Linked DNA regions of Mus musculus: regions 1 and 2 are each linked to region 3. A link is a contact called in public capture Hi-C and promoter capture Hi-C data. All regions are on one chromosome and are shown on one strand. Each heading gives the region's core, a stretch centred on a gene start, on an enhancer-like site or on the middle of the called end of the contact. The rest is flanking DNA. Distances are from core to core; before and after follow the strand shown.

Region 1 (3,945 bases), core at 841-3,340, 1.6 Mb after region 3:
AGACAGGCAGCCGGCCTGTCTCCTCTGCATCCCCATCCAGTGCGGTTTCCATGTTCTCATTCATTTCTTGGACCTCTCTCATTCATCCCAAACTTCCTCATTCGTTCTCCATCCTCTACTTCCCCGCCCCTCCCCAACCCCCACGCTTCTTGCCAAATGTCAGTAATTTGGGACAGCTTCTATCCATGAATTAATAAAGACTGAGGCTCCAATGGGGGGCGGGGGAGAAAGGTAGATATTTAGGAACATACATTTTAATTCCACTATGAAAATTTTGGTCATCTTCAGGCTGAGGTTCATCAAATGCATCTCTCCTGAAATTACTGTTTCATTATTTCTATTCTCATCTACTAGGAAAACAGAGTCCCCAAACATCCTCCAGGTGAAGTCCCTATCTTAAAACATTAGCTGTTTCTTAATCTATGAACATTAGTCGTCTAACTGCAAAATGCCACACTCACTTATTTCTAACACTTACAGCATTTGCTGCCCTTGGGATCTATGTCCTAGGATGGTTGCAGCTCTTTGAACTAATGTCAAAGGCACAAAACCACCAGATGCAAAGCATTAAGTCATCTCCTAAAATTAAAGGAAAAGGCAACATCCCGGTGCATGCTCCTTGCTTTGCAAAAATCCCAGTTTCTGCAAAACAATAAACAAATAAACAACCAAAAAAATCCCCCAAACAAATTCTCAAGAATATGGCAAATGCATATGGACCCCATAGAAAGAATCAGTTTTAATGCTCCGAAAGCCCCAATTTCTCTATATTTCTTATGAAGAAAAAATGTTAAGTATTTCTTCTCTTGTCCCACACAAATTCCCTGACGCACCCCTGAAATGCTGCAAGGATTTGTCTGTAAAGAACGCTCCAGCCTGGCACGAACAGTTTTCTCCATCTGCAGAATAACCACTGGGAGACTTTCTATTTTTTTCCTTTTGTCCATTCTATTAATAAGCTGCTTTAATTTCCCTTTTCAGTTACATTAATTAATGTTTCCATCCAGTATCACATAAGCGGATTCACTAGTACTTAAAACATTTGCATTTTGGATGGAAAAATATAAACTTTAAAAAAGCCTCCCAACAGTGTAGCTGAGACTCACATTCCTTAACATGAAATGGGGGGGGGGGCTAAATAAATCCATCCAATAAACCGCCACAAACAAAAATTACAAACCCACGAAAAGACAAAATGCGAACACGTTAAACCACTTTCCTGTATAAAAATAATAGAGATGCTAATCTGCCAAAAATCACAGACACACATGACCCTGAAAAAGTATATCAGTGAATATTTGGTTGATTTATCCTTCTCGGAGTAGTCTGCGGTGCCCGGAGCAAACGCTGCAGCTAAGATCTAGGGGGAGGGGCGGAGGAAGGACAAAGTTCTAAATGCTGCAGTTTGAGGGCAGCCTTAGAATATCTTTGCTTTCTGCATATAAACTTTTCAGCCCTAGCTACCTAGGCATCTTATTCCTCCCTTTACCTTTTGACCCCTCAAGATAGTATCTTGCAGTATAACAGGGGACAAATGCTACGAGCGCTCAGATCCTGTTTTAACCCCAAAGAGGGAGGAAAAAAATGGATGTGCGCTTTGGAGAAAAGGGAGAACCCCCCTTGGAAAACAGCCGGTCACACACACACACTTCCCTGCAAAAGAAATCACTTTCTTTAGGAAAACCAAACCAGAACTCCTTCCAGAGTCCCCAAGAGCTAATGCCCCGACTCAGGGAGTCTGCAGGGTTTTCTGCAACCAGCGGCAGACCCTGGCCAGCAAGTCCCCTTAGGCGCCTCTGGGGTAGGCAATCTCCGGTCGCCTACCAAGCCGTACCGGGCGGCCACTTACCTATTTGCACCGCGAGGATCAGTGAAATATATCTGCCGTTCAACTTAAGTCCCATCCTACGTTTAGTCAAACCATTTGCGACCGCAGACCTTTAAATAGTTAGTTTAGAGAACGCGGGGGAAAGCTGAAAAATAGGCATTGCCAACAAGTTCCGGGAGCGACAGAGACTTTATGCACTGGGAAGGCAGAGGGAGGAGAGAAAGAGAGGGAGCGAGGAAGAGACAGAAAGAGAGTGAGAGAGTGAGAGGCTGGGGGGGGGGGGGGAGAGCTGGGAATGGTTCACTCCATTAGGAGGGGGCGGAGGAAGTACAGCCTCACGCCCACGAGCAGGCCTGACGTGGGGGATGACACGGATTGATTTTTTTTTTTTTTTATAATATAGACACCTTGGTAGAGAATCACCATTTATAGTCATAAGACTCTGGAATTAATCAGATATCTCCAATTAATGTGCGATCTCAACGAAATCTCGCCTCTCTGTAGTGACTGATTTTCATCCCAGTGGCCACCCCCGCCTCCTCGTTCCAGGGGCCCCCAGCCCCGCCCCCTCCCTGCGCAGAATCGGGGCTCCCTCTCCTCTCCCCGCCCCGGAGACGGGGAGTCCTGGTGCGCCCACTCGATTGTTCAACCTGCTCCCTCCTTCACTGGCGCCACAACGAACCCAGACACTTCCAACCCTGCAGAGAGGTTTGGGGAGCTTTGGGCCCAGGGAGGACAGAGGGGAGAGACTCCTCCGGTCCGAATCACCCTTCTCTCGCCCTCAGTGGGGTGCAGACCCCCTCACTTGCCTACCCTAGTTTTCTCTCCAGCCCCACAGTTGAGCTCTAGGCGCAGCCTAGAGCGCGTGAGCACATAACCCGGCCCCCCAGCACACGCACACACTCACAAAAGCGCACGCCCGGGAGCGCCCCCGAGCTCGCCCGCACACTCCGCACGCGAGCGCGCGTACACACCCAGGCCCCGGGGGTTCGTTCGGCTCGCATGGGGGCCCCCAGAAATAGACTCTGCGTGCCCTCTTGTGAATGTCACTATTCGCGACGCTCACCCACCGAGGGGCATCTATACCAGGCATAGAGACACCTATTTTAGGGGGTTGGAAAGGCTGTCGGGCAAGAAGCCTAGGCTAGGGTAAATTTCGGTTTCTTGTGGTTTACAAACTCTTCGCGCTTTAGGAAATTTCCAAGGCAAGCTCTGGTGTACAACTCCTTTCTGGGGCCTCCTGAAGTCATCTGTAGGGTCACACTGACATGTTGATACACGCACCCACGTCCATCACGTACACACCCAGACCCACACACACCTGCGCTCTTTATTTTATTTTTTGATGATCCAGCACTGACTGCAGTAAAGAAATATCTCTTCAGCTGCGTTCGTGCAAGGTCCTGTAGTGGATCGTGTAAGATGGAAAAATAATCAGGGCTACTTCTTAAATGAAATTAAGTTTTGATTTTTTTTCTCCTTTTCTGCAATGCACCACACCCTCTTTCCCAGTCTGAATTCTAGCGTCTTTAATCAAATGTTGATGGCCGCATTGGCTAACTGTATTACTTGAGCCAATGAAGAGATATGCGAAAGGAGAAAAATAAAAGAGCCTTCATATTTTATAAGACTGCAGGGCGACCGCGTAAGGCTAGGTTAGTGGCAGAAATGAAAGGGGATTAGGGAGACCGGGCTTCCGTTTAATTTGCCTTTCGAAGCCCCTGCACTGGGAGCCCACACAGTCAGCCATCTGTGCACACAGACGGAGAAAGGGAGAAAAGGGTGCAAAACTGGGGTCAGGTGACGGGCGGTGGAGGGACTGAGTAGGACCGCGAGGGTCTTGAGGCAACTAGAAGCTGAAAAGCGCGCACCGAGGGGACCCAAGCTTGCAGCCCTGCAGAACTGCAGAACCAGGGCAAGCTGCCACGGCTGTAGGGGCGGAGCCACGTCCCTGCCCCTGGTGATGTCAGTGGTGGGTGGGCGGGGTAGCGGGGGCGCGCTTTCCCGGTGTCCAGGGGCCCAGTGGCGGGGCCAGGAGTTTCCTGCCCCAGTGTTCAGAGGCTCCCAGAAAAGCAGAAAAGGTGGGCGGGAAGGAGGCGGGGCGAGAAGGGTGGCGA
Region 2 (4,158 bases), core at 1,244-3,743, 1.0 Mb before region 3:
CCTTTGAATGAATAAACAAATGGTTGTATGCACACAATAAAACACAGCTCGGTAATAAACGGAGTGAAGTGCTGATCCGTACAACTTGGGTGGGTCATATTCTAATGTATGAAAGAGATAACAGTCACATGTGTGGTATGATTCTATTTATATAAAACTCTTGAAAATGCTCAGTTACCTATAGCAACAACATAGACCAGGGGATGGGTGATTATGCAGGGATTTGAGAGGGATACTAGACTTGTCATTTTGACTATGATAGTGGTTGCGTGGGTTATACAGATGTCAAAACTTCAGTACATATATTTTATTTTAGTAAAAAAATTTTTTTCATACATGTATAGATCTTTTTTCTTTTCTTTCTTTCTTTCTTTCTTTCTTTTTCTTTCTTTCTTTCTTTCCTTCCTTCCTTCCTTCCTTCCTTCCTTCCTTCTTTCTTTCTTTCTTTCTTTCTTTCTTTCTTTCTTTTTTTTTTTTTTCTGAGACAGGGTTTCTCTGTGCAGCCCTGGCTGTCCTGGAACTCACTCTGTAGAACAGGCTGGCCTCGAACTCAGAAATATACCTGCCTCTGTCTCCCAAGTGCTGGGATTAAAGGTGTGCGCCACCACTGCCTGGCACATGTATAGAACTTGATCACATCTATCCCCCTCCCTTCCTTCAAGCTTCTCCACCCCCTAATTTAAACATCTGAAATATGGGCAAATAGTCATGTTAATGTTAATAATTATACTTTAATAAAGCTGTCAAAATATGACCAGATTCACTGATAATTAGCAAATGGAAACAGAGTATAAAGAACACTCTACTATATTGCTAGTTTTGTGTTAGTAAAATGAAATGTCGGAGGCAATTAACTTTATGAAGAGGAAAGATTCTAGTTTACAGTGCTAGGAGGTTCAAGAATACAGTATCTGTGCTGGCCGAGCTATGGTGAGGACTTCATAGCACAAATGTCACAGGAGCACAAATACAGGAAGAGGTCACAGCCTGAGAAGAGTAGGCAGGAGGAGGATGGGTGTAGCAGGGTGTAGGGGTTGCACGGGTGCTGCTCTGTATTTGAATGCTAAGTGCTGGTCCCCCCAAATCTGGATGCCTCCTGATGAGATCCTCCTGTACCAAATGATGTAAAGCTTGCCCCCCAACTTATTCCTGATTGGCCAATAAAGATGCCTACAGACAAGGCTAGGCAGAACAGAGTGGGTGGAAAAATGGATTCTGGGCTTGGGGTCTGAGATAAGGATGAGGTGGAAGAGAGAGGAAGAAGGAAGGAGGTCACCATGGTGTTGGTAGATCATGGGCACATGGTCAAGAGGACCAGCCTGATGGAGTAGGAATGGCCCAGGCTGAACATGGCCAGTGACATCTCTGGGATCACCATAAGAAAATAGGTAATATAGCATAGAGGGCTGATATCTGCCTAGCTCTAGTGCTTTTAAGCTTATTATAAATCTAAATGTTTCTGTATCTTTTATCTGGTAATGATATGGTCTGAAGTGGGGTAGAAACCCCCAATAGATATTTAAAGGTAACAAGGGGGTGTAGTAACCCCCTCCCCCCAACCCCCAACAATATTAACCACAAAGGCTGGGCTTGTTGCTTTTATAGTAATACCTCAGGAGCTCTATCACAGGAATATTTCCTTTTCCTCAGTGACTTGGGTCTTCCAGACAGGGCCTATCCCCTGATCTCCCATGATATTCCATAATCTATCTCCCTTGGGGACTAAGACATCTCACAGTGGATCCTCGGAGGGTCCCAAACCATACTCAAATCACATCACATTTTAAATCTCAATTTGATCCACTAAGAGTTACAGGAAATTTAAGCAGACTCTTTGCAGTTCCTAGAGTCTCCAAGTCTACTGTAAAAAGCTTGACAAACCGGGCAAGTTTTTACGCCTCTCAACCCACCAAGGGACTCATTCCAAACACTTTAGTGTCCCAGTAATTAAAATTAAAGGGTCCCAGGGCAGATATATCACCACCCTCCACAGGGCTTCCCTCTCTCACATTCTTTCTCAAATCTTAAAGGCTCCCTACTCATATTTCCATTTTGTACTCGAGGAAAGAGAGACAGAGAAGTTAAAGGGTTAGATCAAGACCCGAGCTTTACATGATAGCAGCTCAGGGTGTGCCTGCCTGTCTCTGAAGACCCTGTCCTCCCGCCATGGTCTATGCAGTTCTTTTTTACAGCTTTCTCCCAGGATCATTGCTGTTAAATTATGTTAGCTAGGTTAGAGACTTGCAGAGGTGGGCCTGGGAGGTGGTGGCTGCTAAAGCGCTCAAATTGTGTCCGTGTCTGGGCAAAGGAAGATGCTGAGAGTGGTTTCAGTCCACTAACATGCGCTCCTGGGAAGAAGGAAAAAGGACAGAGGTAGTTCAGTGGGTTCCTAGAGATCGCTGGCAGACTCCTAGGCGAGGCTGAAGGTACCAGGCTAGAGCAGGCGGAGGCCCTGTTCTAGGCCCCGCCCACTCATGCTCGCCCCACCCCACCTCGGCGCGCGCATCTGAAAGTGAAAGAGCGTTCCGCTTTTCGGAGCTCGCTCTCTCTGGTCTGGGAGCCCGCGCCTGCCCGGTCTCGGTGCTGTGGCCCGGTGGCTGGCGGGATGGAGGAGTCTCGGGCCGCTGCGGACGCGGACGTGTCGCTTCACAACTTCAGTGCAAGGCTGTGGGAGCAGCTGGTCCACTTTCATGTCATGCGGCTGACGGATTCGCTCTTCCTGTGGGTGGGAGCAACGCCGCATCTACGCAACCTCGCAGTGGCCATGTGCAGCCGCTACGTGAGTGTGGGCGGGGCCAGGAACTTGATGGCGATCTGGGGGCGGGGCCTAGCCGTAGTTGGGGGTGGGGTTGGGGGGACCGGTGGACCTCAAGGTGAAGGATCTGGGGTAGAGGGTGGGGACCGCTAAGAAGGGTTTGGGAGGAGAGAGACCAGTGGGAGTGAGGCTGGTCGCATGCGGCCCTGAGAGACATTCTTGAGGAGCTTCAGTGTGCCCTGGGGTCCTATTCTGAACACCTCAGGCTGGAGTCTCCTAGGGCTGCTTCTTGACTTGCGGGAACCCCGGAGTCAACCCACACGTGGACCACCTTAAAGGGAACTCATCCCAGCCCCTGAGCTCTGAGCTCACCAGAACATCGGCTCTCCTTGCACCAGCTTCCTGACATGTGCGCGTGCTACGTTTTACATTTTACATTGGGTTTAGACAACTTTTGTATTGAACTTGGAGCTTAGATTTGAGTGTCTGATAGGTACTTGACCAACAAACTCAAACCTTCCCCTTCTGTGACCTTTCATCTCTGTATGGGCAACTCTACCTATTCTGAGTGCTCTCTGGCTGTCTTTGGCCTTTCTTTCTCTCACAGGTCACGTGCCCAGAGCCTCTCCATCTCCAGGATAGGGGGTTGAATCCAAAGCTTTGCATGTGCTATGCAAATGCTCCACCACTGAGTTAAACTGCCTGTCCTCATCTCTTCCTTGAACACACCACTCATATTGGATGAAGGACTTACCTTACCCTCGGATGAGCTCACTTTGTGTGGGGGGCACATGCATATATATGCACCCAAATTTAGGAACATGCATGCACGTATGCATGCATACCATACACACTACATATAAGCAAAAAGATAAAACAATAAGATAGATCAGGGATTGCCATTCCTCTGCTAAAGACCCTTTGAGATGAATTCAGAGTATGATACTGAGTTTCTAGTGATCCCCACAGGGCCTGTTGCTTCTTAGTGTTCTTCCCTGCCCAGTTATTCCAGTAGTACTGGCCTCTGAAGTTTTAGTGATATAAGGTGAGGTTAGTGTCTAGTACCTCTCAGGCTGCTCATTAAGTCACTTGGTGAGTTGTTGAGACCTCTTCAGGGCGTCCTTTAAGTTGTAGCCAGTCAGGCAGTAAGGTCTTACTTCGTAATCAGGTTCTACTAAAACATGGCCACATCTATCTATGCAGGTGGAGAGTATGGCAGCTCTAGTCCTACTAGCGGGCTTGTGGCTGCTGACACCTGAATTATTTTCTTTGTGAGCATTCATAGAAAAGTTGTGCTGGTCCATGGAGGACAGTGTTAAAGATCATGTGTGTGTGCTCCTCCCTTTGCCCGCAAATTTGTTCTGGCCACAACAAACTTTGGAGAACACAAATCACAGGATGAA
Region 3 (4,037 bases), core at 207-2,706:
TCACATACCCCACCCCCATCCCCAGGTCCCATCTCTACATCCATTGTGCTGCGGTTAGAATTTCAGCATATAAATGTAGAGGGGCCAGCCCTTAACAAGTGCCTGGGGTGTTGTAGGCCGTCCATGACTGTGGCTATTGATCCTATTGCACAGGACTAAGGAGTTGTGGGTTCATCTAAACTCATTTGGCTGATAGAAGAACAGTGGAGGTCCTGCACACAGCAAGCACCAGGCTCAGAGGCAAGGGGACTGCGGAGTTTTCAGGAACTATGAAGAAGCTTTGGAGAGAAGAGAAATGACAGGTAGTATTTTTTAAATGCTCATGACACAGTGTGTTTTTTATTATTGCCCTAGTATTATGAAGCAGTTGGTGCTGTCAGTAGCCGTTAGGTAAAACTGGATACTCCTGCCCTCACTCTTATGGTCAAGTTCCTAACAGATACATAAGATTTGAGATCTGGGAGATTTGTAAAACTGCATTATGTCTAAAATAATTCTAGCATTATTTGCACTCTTCCCTTTTTATTGTTAGTATCTTATAAGATGTGTCTGGTTTAGTTGTAAAAAGCTATAATGTTAGACAAGTACTGTAGCATATACGCACAATTGGAGCAACTGTGTAAATTTTAATCTTATTGTAGCTCTGACTAAAAAAGATTGTTAGTTTTAATTATACATTTTATTTAGAGCAATAAACTTCACATCAGCCATAACCGATACATAAGCTACTGGTAAGAAATTTTGTTTCTTTATATCCACACTGAGGTTACAAAATTCTAGACTATCTCCACTTAAGCTAGCTACTTTGAGAATAGCACATAGACTGTGCTGGTCAATTTATCATCACAGTGACAAATACCTAACCACACAAGTTGAAAGGAAGACTTTAACTTCACTCACAATTCAGATCTTCAGTCTGCACACTGGAAAATACTAGACGTGGGGTGGTATTTAACAATGTGACATATGAATTTCCTTGCACATAGTATTATACAAGTTTCCTGTTTCCTAGAACACTATGCACAAAGGCTTTGTATAAAGCACATGATGAGCACATACATATTTCTCACTTTCTGTTTTATTGGCAAAGAGGAGCCAAGAATACCAGCAGGAAAGAGCCCTCTCCAATGGATGAAATCAATAATTATGATCCTGTCCCAGGTCCCAGAAACCTTAGTCTTAACTGTGTTAAATTTAATACTTGAATAGTAGTGGAAAGAGGGTGGAGTACTCTTTAACAAAGCTTGTTCCCCTCACAAAAGTTGAATACCAGGAAATAAAATCAAGAGGTAATCCAATGGCCATTATTTTGAGCTTGTTGCATGACAACAAAGCGCCAAATTGGGACAAAGCATCTCTGTTCTCACCTTCCTCTTGGAACATTACATGTGATTCATGGAATCCATTACATCACAGGTACATGGCTCACACCTGAATTCTAAATGCCTTTGTCTGAAGTTGCGGGTGAGACAAAGAAAAATATTGTTGGAAAATTTTATTCTAAAATTAAAGGAATTTTGAATAATAAGGTGAGCATATCTAGGTATTGTGGTGTACACCAATAACCCCAGCACTTGGTAGGCTAAGGCAGGAGGAATTCAAGTTTGGGATCAATCTGTTCTGTAAGGATATCATGTCTTGGGGGAAAAGGAAGAAGACCAGGGCCATTTTTATCCAGTTGTGAACCCTATGAGCTACAACAACGGCTGACCTGGAGATATGCTCATGAGTTCATCAGCGGCACAAATGCTATGGGGATAGTCTACTTTTTCTGACTGGATTTAAGGCCCACTCCACAGGAGGACTCTCAAGCCTGATATTGTAATTGGGCCAAGAACCCATGACCGGGGAGCCCAAACCTTCCAAATATAAACCCTACTACCTTTCTCTTTATGTTAAATGGACATAGGGTCAAAATACAAATCTTGGTTCTCAAAGATTAGTACGTCTCTCAGTCATTAGAGTAGTACCTTCTGCAGTGGATGGTAGCGAATACAAAGACTCATAACAAGTCAAAGTGCGGAGGACAGTCTTTGTAAATTGCTCAGCTCTAAATGGAACTATGTAATATACCTCCCCTACAAGGCTCAGGGAACATTGCAGAACACAGGGCAGAAAGACTGTAAGAGCCAGAGGGTAGGATAGACTGAGATGAAACAGTATCTTCTGGACATGACAGCTGCAGTCATGAACTCGAAGCACCTGTGTGTTGCCTGCACAATACCTGCATGAGAACAATCCAGTCAACAGTTCAGCATGGAATGGGGAGGGGCACACAAGTCCCTATTCCTCCTATAAGGAGCTATTGGGAGTTGAAGGTTGCTAAGGAAGGGAGAATTTGTTTACTTTGGGGATTTGGTTCCCCACATGCTGTCTGTGCTCTAACTGATGGCACACACCCATGTGTATATGGGAAACACTAACAGAATTCAGTGGAGTATTTATATATTTACTTATTTATATTTTTATGTATATGAGTGTTTTTCTTGTGTGTATGTTTGTGTGCCATGTATGTGTTTGAAATCCAAAAGAAGCCAGAAAAGAGCTTTGGATCCTCTTGAACTGGAGTTATAGGTTGTTGTGAGCTGCTATGTAGGGGCTGGGAAACAAATCTTGGTCCTCTGCCAGAGTAGCAAAGCTCTTAACTGCTGAGCCATCTCTCTAGCCCCTAAGTGGATTATGTGCAAAGAGAAGACATTAATTGAGAAGTTGTGAGGGGTCTGAGAGGAGATGGAGTATAAAAGTGTACAGGTGAATATGGTTGAAATACTGTATAGAGTATACCTAAAAATGTTAAATTAAAACCATTTGGCCATACTTCTGTGGGTTTATATTCACATAATTCTGTTCTATTGATTTATCCTTTTGCTAATATCATATGGTCTTGATAGTAATGTGATTAGCCCAATTTTCTTCCTCTTCAACTTGTTTTAGTTGTCCTAATTACTTCAATTTTCTCCTGACGTTTGAATCAGCTTATTTGGAAAATATACAGCTGAAACCTTTTGGAGATTGGTATTAACTCTCTAGATTGTCTGGGGAAAATTGAAGTCTAAGCTGTGAGGTCTTCTGACCACTAAGTACGGTGTGTTTCTCTTTTTATTGAGAATTCTGCTTCTTTTGTCTGTATTTTATAGCTTTCATCATACGGATCCTAGACATGAATTGCTAGATTTATCTTTTAACATTACATTTTTGTGGTGAGCTGTTGTAATTTGTTTAAATGCTATTTAATTCTTGCTGTAACATAGGGACGAATAAATTTGCCTCTCTTTCCTCTGAGTCTAATTTATTATTTTGAGTTTTTACAATTTAATTATTATTTCAAGTACAATTTTGCACATGTATACTGTGAGGGAAGGTGTGGTGAAACCACTGACCTACACTACCCTGTGGGTAGACAGAGACGTTTACTGGGGGAGAAGCTTCTGGGATGCCAGGATACATATTCATGTAGATTTATTTTGTGACACACCTTAGCAAATGTAGTTGGAGTGATTTGCCTTTATGAAGCATCCTCAAAGCATTTTTTTAAAGATTTACTTTTTACAATTTTATTAATTCTGAGATTTTTATGCATTGTATTTTGATTATATTCTCTTCCCTTTCCAAACTCCTCTCAGATCCAGTCCACATTCCAACCTTGTTTAGATATATTTGTTTTGTGTGTGTGTGTTTGTGTGTTTGTGTGTGGGAGGTGTGCATGGATGTTTTCCTTGCATGTATTAGGTACACCTTGTGTGTACCTGATGCCTGCAGAGGCCAGAAGAAGGTGTCAGAGCCTCTTAATACAGAGTTATAGGTGATTGTGAGCTGCCTTGTGGGTGCTGGGACCCAAACCAGGTCCAACGCAAAAAGCACCAACTATTCTTAACTCCTGAGCCATTCTTCCTAGTCGCTCCAAACATTTCATTTTGTACTCATACACATAGCAACTCTTTTCACACAGCTTTTGTTTCTATGTAGTATGTAATTAATTGTGTAACGAATATCATCTGAACAAATGGCTATCCACTGGGGAGTAACCTCATCAGACT

Evidence for each region. Promoter capture Hi-C pulls out the DNA fragments that hold promoters and counts their contacts. Capture Hi-C pulls out chosen DNA fragments and counts their contacts.
Region 1: a capture Hi-C map of embryonic stem cells shows a contact between it and region 3, with 3 times the contacts expected there. The contact joins the promoter of Nrn1 here to the promoter of 1700011B04Rik in region 3.
Region 2: a contact with region 3 is called in a promoter capture Hi-C map of pre-B cells, with 2.0 times the contacts expected there. The contact joins the promoter of Psmg4 here to the promoter of 1700011B04Rik in region 3. A contact is called at or near these places in 2 of 39 promoter capture datasets (pre-B cells and stem cell-derived epiblast-like cells).

What each region holds. Positions count from the first base shown.
Region 1 is chr13:36,732,387-36,736,331 of GRCm38.p6, forward strand. Nrn1 (neuritin 1) reads right to left here and starts at 2,091. Exons shown (of 3, transcript NM_153529.2): 1 at 1,850-2,091. The coding sequence starts at 1,904.
Region 2 is chr13:34,160,471-34,164,628 of GRCm38.p6, forward strand. It overlaps Psmg4 (proteasome (prosome, macropain) assembly chaperone 4), which reads left to right and starts at 2,494. Exons shown (of 3, transcript NM_001101430.2): 1 at 2,494-2,779. The coding sequence starts at 2,606.
Region 3 is chr13:35,180,167-35,184,203 of GRCm38.p6, forward strand. It overlaps 1700011B04Rik (RIKEN cDNA 1700011B04 gene), which reads left to right and starts at 1,457. Exons shown (of 3, transcript NR_045616.1): 1 at 1,457-1,529.